Regions from separate parts of the Athene noctua genome. Here region 1 is linked to region 2. The links are chromatin contacts, called in public Hi-C maps. All regions are on one chromosome and are shown on one strand. The core of a region is the stretch at or near the end of the contact, and the rest is flanking DNA. Distances in the headings are between cores, read along the strand shown. Region 1 holds the start of BCL6 (BCL6 transcription repressor). Region 2 holds the start of LPP (LIM domain containing preferred translocation partner in lipoma).

Region 1 (3,806 bases), core at 121-2,620, 160 kb before region 2:
TATTATTATTTTGAGCACTGCGCGTAATGGCCGGAGTTGCTCCATACGCTTGCCCCCACCTCCTTCCCGAGCTCTGCATCGCGTTTTATTTCCCAGCCGGCAGAAGCCCGTCGCGGCCGGCCCGGCACACACCGTCGGGGCGAGCGCGGTCCCGCCCCCCCCGCCCCGGGCCGCCGCTCCGCGATGCTCCGGGGCCGGCAGCCGGTGACGGCCGAGCCTCCCCGCGGGCTCCCCCCTTCCCTGGGCAGAGAAATGCCGCAAGTCTTCTCCATCACCGCCCGCTGTTAGCCCGGGGCTTGACAGATCACGGCGCAGCCCCGCCACAGGTTGCAAAACGCACCAGCCGTTTCGCAGTTGCATCGGGGACGGAATAACAACAATAACGATATATTAATCAAAACAGAGTGAGGGGGGGAGGAGGGAAAATGATACGGAAAGGCCGGAGCGGCGGTGCCCGGCGCGGCCGAGCCCCCGCGCTGCCGCCAGCCCCGCTCCGCGGCGGCTTTTGTGCGGCGGCGAGACGACAACAGCGACACAACCCGCACGGAAAAAAAAAATTAAAAAGAAAACAGAAAAAATAAGAAGAAGGGGGGGTGAAAAAAAGAAAAAGGGGGGTGTGGGGGAAATAACACACCCCGACCGAGGGATCCAGCCATTGGGAACCGACCCCGAGTCACGCAAAACGCCGCCAGCCCGGCGGCCGGCAGTCCCGCTCGCCGCCGTCCTGCGCCCGCGGGGCGGCTGCAGGTGCAGAGAGGAGCCGCCGCCGTCCTCCCCGTCCCCACCCGGCCGTCACGCGTGCGGGAAAGCCAATAATCCCCGATAACCGACAATCCCCGGGAGAGGACGGCGGAGGAGGACGGGGGGTCCCGGGTGCGTTCCCTTATACACGCTCCCGGCGTTAAGACATGCAGGTACCCCTATTTTTCTCGCTTGACAGCGGGCAAGGAAAGAGGGGGGTGTGTTTGGGGGGGGGGAATTAAATAAATAAACGAGGCAGGGAAAAAAAAAATGTAAAATGTAAGGGATAATAAAAAAAAATAAATATTGAAGGGCTGTCGGGGCACCTGCCGCGGGAAAAGGGGGGGAAGGAGAGAGGGGGGGAAGAAAAAAAATGGGTAGAAATATATAGAGGCGGCTCCGCGCCAGGCGTCGGAGCGGGGCAGGGAGGGAAAGAGGAGGGAAAAAAAAAAAAAAAAAAAAAAAAGGAGAGAAAAAAAAAAAAAAGAGAGCGAGCGCGCGCGAGAGAGAGAGAATTAAAGGGTAAAATCGGCCGCGGCAATAGAAGCAGCAATCACCTGGTCTCCGGGCTTTCCTAGAAACTCCTTGCATCACCACTTCTAAGAACCCCAGTTCTAAGAATCAACAGAGCCCAATTCTCGGAATTTGAGCTGCAGACTCTACCATCGCGCTGAGCATGGGGAGGGCCGCGGACCTCCCCCCGCCGCTCCGACGCCGACGCCGACGCCCTCTCGGGCCGCGGGGTGTCCCCCGTCCACCCCCCCCGAGCCGCCCCCTTCGGGGGCGGCTCGGGGGGGGGGACGGGGGACACCCCCGCGGCCCGGGAGGGCAGCGTTGGCGTTGGGGGTCTCATGGAATCACCCCTCCCTCCCTCACACCCCCCCCCCCTTTCCCCGTTACCGAATGGTCGCGCCCGGGTGGCGGGTCACGTGGCGGAGGGTGCTGTGTGTGACGTGGGGGCGCGGCGGGGTGGCGGCGGCGGCAGCGACAGCGGCGGGAGCGACAGCGGCGGAGACGGCGACAGCGGAGGAGGAGGATGGGGGGTCCCGGGTGCAACTCCGGGCTGTGCAAACATACATCCCCCCCCTCCGCGCGCCCCCACTAACCCTCATTCCCTCTCTGAGAGAGAGAGAAAAGGAAGAAATCTGAAAAAAAAAAAAAGCCCCAACAAACCCCCGCTTTCTATTTTTTTTTTTTGTTTTTTAAATATTATTTTTACATTTAATTTGGGCCGGGGGGTCACTTTCGCCTTTAAAAGCAACCCTACCCCCCTAAAAACAAAAAAACAAACAAAAAAAACCAACCCAGCGAGCAAAGCCAGGATCCTGCTGCATTGCACTGGATTTTTACTTTTTTTTTTTTTTTTTTTTTTTTTTAAGAATTATTTTTCCCACAATCAGCTTTTTTTAATAATTTTTGCAAGCAGCCACGCTCAGCTCACGGCCTCCGATGGGGATTTACTCTTGGGGAAAGAAGCTTTTTCCTTAAAGATCCCCCCCTCCGTGTGTTCCCCTTCCCTTTTTCCTTTTCGTTTTTCATTTTTAATATTTTTTTTGCCAGGATTCTCCAGACTAGAAAAAAATATTTTTTTATTTTTTTATCCATTTTCTCTTTTCCTTTCCAGGACTCTGGAGTGGTGGGTTAATTCTTTGTAGCTGTTGTTGTTATTGTTGCAAAATAATCTGTAAGTCTGTAAATACTCTGCTTGTATGGAAATGTCGGACTGTGCTGGGGATGCAAAACCGGGTTGGCTTTTCTGGAAGGGATTTTATTTCGGCACTTTTTGACTATTTCTGGGCAAAAGGCCTTTGCTGGGAGGTGTGGGACGTCGGGGAGTGTGTGGGGGGGAATAATGCAAAACCTTTGCAGTCCAGATTTCGGATGGGTTTTGCAGGGGGCTGCAGAAGGAGGTGGCCCATCACCGCAGCCTTCCCCCGGTCCTGTATGGAAATGTATCACGCTGTATGTAAATCCGTTGAGATTTCTGCCTCTATCGCCCAGCCTTGCGTATTTATTTCAAGCGGGCCTGCTGCGAGGGTTTGTCTTGGGGAGGGGGGTGTGTGTGTGTGTGGATCAGCGGAGCTCAAGTCTCATTTTTCTTTCTCTGTCGTTTTTTGGGGCTGTGAGGTGCTGCTGTGGCAGGGAGCAGGGGGACGGCACGCTCCGGGCTGCGATGACATTCCCAGGCCGTTGCAATTAATAGAAATTTGTTTATGAGAATGACCACTGCAGGTCACAGTGCCCTCGGTCCACTAATGCAATGGCTCAGAGCTACTGCTTCAGCCACCGCTGAGCCCCATGGAGGGGCCACCTTGGACGCAAAGTCCCCGGGTGCTGCTTTTATTTTGATTTCTCAGCTGAGTCTTGAACCGAAACACTTTAAAGGAAGGGTGGGGGGAAAAAAAAATTAGGAAGAAAGCCCTTCTGCTAATCCGACTCATATTATCATTAAAAATAGCCCGGTGGCAAGACAGGGATGGTACTCCCGAGACACTTGAGATGGTACAGATATGCTGGAGAGACAGCTTTCCTGTAGTTAAAAAGCAATATGTAATTCCCAATGAGTGAGTGCAGCTCAAGCTGTGTGACTCCGATTCCGGCCCAGGGCAGGGAGGGGGCTCCCCGGGTGTCTGCAAGCAGCCGAAGGAGGAATGGACCCAATAATATAAACTCTGCTCTGAGATTTTGATTTCTTTTTTTTTTTTTTTTTTTACAGCAATGAAATTAAAAGGAAGGCAGTTGTTGGGGGGGGGGGGGGGCAGATTTTTTCTGTTTGTCATTTCTCTGCAGCGTGTGATGCTTTCGCTTTAGCCGGAACGTGTGCCCAGCAGAGCCCAGCGCCTGTAGGACGCTGGGGAGAAGTGAGAGGGCTGCCGCTTGTTGGTTTTTTTTTTTTCGGTGGAGACCCGAGGTTGAGCACGGCTTCTGTTCAAGTAGCACTTTTATGGGGGAGATTTCTTACTCTGCCTGGCCGATGCCAAGCTGAGCTTGCATCACAGTTTCCATTCTAACCCTCCTCGTTACCGGGACGTAGAGAGCAGCCACCAGGCTGCCCTTTGGGCTGG
Region 2 (3,879 bases), core at 681-3,180:
AACTGAACCAGGTTTACAGGGCCTCAGGCAAAGGCTTTGCCTGCTCAGCCTGTGCTGGTCTACGGTCTCATTCACCCGGACTTTAGAAAGCAGCCATGCCCGTGTCTTTCACAACAGGCCATGTTCACAGAGCGCTCTCAGCTCTCTAGGTACACCTACGGCACAGGGCCCTGGTGACTCATGCGCTATTCTGCTTTGGTTTTGGATCTCAGCAGGGTTTAAACACAGGGTAGGCGGCTAGGACAAGGCTAAGGTATCTCTAGTTATAGTCATAATGCTTAGAAACGTCTGTGGCTGTGACTGACAGGCTCACGCAGATTTAGCTGCAGTGCTTCTAAGATAGCATCTGGTCCTGGCAGCCCTCTCCATCCCTCCGGAGGAATTTAGCACCCCTGGTACAGAGGCCAATGCAGGACATCAAACCAACCACAGATGGGGATTTGTACCCAGGACTGAATTTGGTCTAACTCATGCTTCCCCTGCAGCGGGGCCTGCCATGGAAGGGGTATCCGTCGGGGTGGGGTGGCATCTCCTGGGGTTTCCACTCTGCCAGAGCACTTGGGTCAATCTCGAGCGTGCCATAGACACTTTGGCAGCCTGGAAAGAGGGAGAGAGGCTGGATCATAACTCTGTACTCCAGCTTCTAAGTCTTTTAGGCACTTAATGTCCTTTTTTGGGTCCTTACGTGCAAACTTTCCCTCCTGGGGCTGTCAAGCAGTGACTGTGGACATTAAAGCTGGTAATGGATAAGACTGTAAACATCTTCTGAAAGTGCACAGCAGAGCCCTTCATCGTCAAAATGAAATACATTTAAAGTGCTTAAAAACTCATCCAGAAATCTCTTTCCAAATGAGTAAGGCTTGGCAACTCTCCCCCCCTCCCCGAGCCTGAATGCAATGTAACCCTTCTGTCTTCCTGTTCTCTTCAGGGCACATGCAGATACCCAACAGCTACTTACGGGGCAGCATTCCATTATAAAAACAATCACACTCGAAATCCGAATTATTTTAATTGCAGCCCTTATAAATAGCCACAAAACAATCAGAAAGCGATTCAGAAAATAGCTTCCCTTCCCCCTCTCCTTGGTATGCTCGACAGGTTTTGCTTTGAATCTCTGAGCAGGCAGCTCCTTTTGTAACTCCGAGCACCTTTTACCTCCCCCACTTCTTTAGGCGCCCCGTTTGAGGAAGCACAGGGAAAAAGTTGGTTGGAAAAGCAACCCCAAAAAAATCGTTGAGAGCCCTGGACAAAACTTCTCTGTGAAAAGTTGGAATACTGCAAAGCACGGTGCGCGTTTCTGGGCCTAACTCCCCCCCGGGTTACAGGGCGGGAGGGTGATGCCCGAGGGGTCGGGGCTGCCTCCAGCCCCGTCGTCCCCCTCCGAGGTTCCGGTGGCTCCGTCCCCCGGCCCCGGCCCCGGCCCCAGCCCTTACATGGACAAATCTGCCTGCAGGGAAAGGCAGGAATTTGGGCCCTTGACGTCAGCCCCGGGCACAGCGCAGCGGCCCGGCGGGGCGGGAGGCAGCGGCAGCCGCTTTCGCTTTTTGTTTCGGGGGCGTCCCGCCGAGATCGGGGCTGCCGCCCCCCCCCTCCCTCTGCCCGACGGGAGGTAAGGGCCGGGGGCGGGGGGGGCACGGAAGGGCCGGGGGAGGGATGCGGGAGGCGGGGGCGCCGCGGCCGGGAGGATGCGGAGGGACGCGGGAGGGGGCTGGAAGGACCGGAGGGAGGGATGCGGGAGGGCGGAGCGCGGGAGGGGCTGGCCGGGGGGATGCCGGCGGGATGCGGGGACAGAAGCAGCGAGCGCGGGAGGGGCCGCCGGGGGCCGCGGCGGGGCAGCGGCGCGGGGCGCGGGAGGGGCCGGCGGGCGGAAGGGGCCGGCGACGGGGCCGGGGGGCGGGCGCGGAGGGGCGGTCCCGGGCCCCGCCGTGGCCCCGCCCCCGGACCCGCCTCCCCCCGCCGCCTCCTCCCGCCGCCGCCGCCGCCGCGCTCGCCTCCGCTGCCTCCTCCCCCGAGGTATTGTTGCAGATAATAACTTGCCCCCTTCCTCCCCCCACCCCTCCGCCCGCCGAGGCAGCTGTGCAACAGCTGGAGCCCCCGGTCGGGGCGGGGAGCGCTGCCGGCCGCCCGGGGGGGGCCGCGCCTGGCTCCTCCCTCCGCCCGGGGCGCCGCGGCCGCCGGAGGGGGGACGGCCCGGCCCGGCCCGGTGCGAGCTCGGCGGCGGGGCGGGGGCAGCGCTCGGGTGCGGGCCAGGGCCGAACTTCCCCGGCACTTCAGCGGCCCCGCCGCACGCCTGCCCGCTCCGCGGCGGGCGGGGGCTGCCTGCGGGCCGGGGTCCCCCCGGGGCGGCCGGGCTCGGTGCTACCGGTCGCAGGTGCACCCGGCCGGGGCCGCCCCGCTCCGCGGCCCCGCCGCACCTGGTGCCCGCCGACCCCTCGGCCGGGGCTCGGTAGTAAATAACGAGTTGAGTAAAGCCCTAGAAGGTTTTTATACGCCAGGGGAGGCCCATCCTTCCCCAGCAGGTAAGGACGTAAAAGTTTCCCACACCCTTACGTCATCCAAGGCTTTTTTTTTCTTTTTATATATATTTTTTTTTTTCCCCCTCCCCCTTCCAGTTGCCCCCTCCTTCTGAACAGCCAAATCTTTCTCCTGCCATTGTTCAGGAGCACACGCTATGCCCCGGGGCTGTGCTGGGGAGAAGGCAGAGCTCTGGAGTAGGAGGTGTTGATGGAGAAACTCATGTGTAATTGCTCTGGCTACTGTACCTCGAGGTGCCGTTTGGCTCTGTTGGTGAAACAAGTGAGCGTTGGTTTCTCCTGATCTGTTTTGATTATTGTTTGGTTGTTTTGTTGTTTTGGGTTTGTTTTTTTTTTTTTCCCCACACCTGTACGAGTTGGCTTTTTGACCCAGTTGTCTTGTTTTGATGTTGGGTTCCAGTTTGGTATCTTTCTGTCCAGAGGCAATTGATACACAAAAGTTTTAAGAGCTTGCAGGAACCATCAGGCTTGCTGGTGTGTGTCGTCCTGCACATCCATACCACCATGGCCCCTGTGCACTAAGTGGTTTTGACGCATGTGAAGTGCAAGATCTCACGTGGAAGTGTGAAGTTTTTGGAAACACTCTACATTTGACAATTTCTTTATTTCCTTGGACTCATTTACCTGTAGAGTTTGTGCTTATTCTTTCCAGGAATGATTTTTGGGCAAGATTGTGTGAGAGAGCAGGAAGTCACTGGATGTCTTGGGAGCTGGGTGGTAGCAGCAGGTGCTGGCTTACCAAGTAGTTAGAGATACAGGACATTAGGAAGGCAGGGGAATATGTGGAGCCAGGGAACAGGACACAGGATTTCATCGCTGTGTTAACACTGCAGCTGTGTTCACGCTGGAAAATGTTGGTCGCTGTCATGTGCGTAACCCAGCCTGCCGTGTAGCAGTGCCGTTTGGGGATGTGAGGGACTTCCTGGTAACCCCCACCCTTGGTGCAGCAGGACTGGTCCAGGCAAGGCTAAGTGATACTCTGGAATATGGGATTTCCCTCAGGAAATCTTTCTATCTGAGGATAAAGATTTACTGTTGAAAACTTTTCTCTGCCAGCTGGCCTGTTCTATCTCCTCCTGCCCACCCTGTGACCTTTCATCCTATCACTCCTAAATTTGTTAGTTCTGTTATTCCCCTTTCAGTTTTTTAGCCTTTATCTGAGTTTTTTTTCCTGTGGGATGGGCTGTCAGCAGGTGACGGTGTGGGTGATGGCTGTAGGGCCACCTAGTAGTGAGCTCCTACCCTCAGTGTCTTAATCCTGCCTGCAGCTCCAGTGAGATGCTGGTACTGCTGATGGGGCCTTCAGCCCTGTGGCCCTCTAACTGTTGAGTTTCATATATAGTTT

The links. Hi-C and Micro-C count contacts between places; a contact is called where the count stands out from the background.
Region 1: a contact with region 2 is called in a Hi-C map of heart, with 3 times the contacts expected there. The contact joins the promoter of BCL6 here to the promoter of LPP in region 2. A contact is called at or near these places in 2 of 2 Hi-C or Micro-C datasets (heart and liver).

Annotation. Positions count from the first base shown.
Region 1 is chr8:18,058,927-18,062,732 of bAthNoc1.hap1.1, reverse strand. It overlaps BCL6 (BCL6 transcription repressor), which reads right to left and starts at 1,370. Exons shown (of 10, transcript XM_074911920.1): 1 at 1,299-1,370.
Region 2 is chr8:17,899,424-17,903,302 of bAthNoc1.hap1.1, reverse strand. It overlaps LPP (LIM domain containing preferred translocation partner in lipoma), which reads left to right and starts at 1,930. Exons shown (of 13, transcript XM_074912519.1): 1 at 1,930-2,013.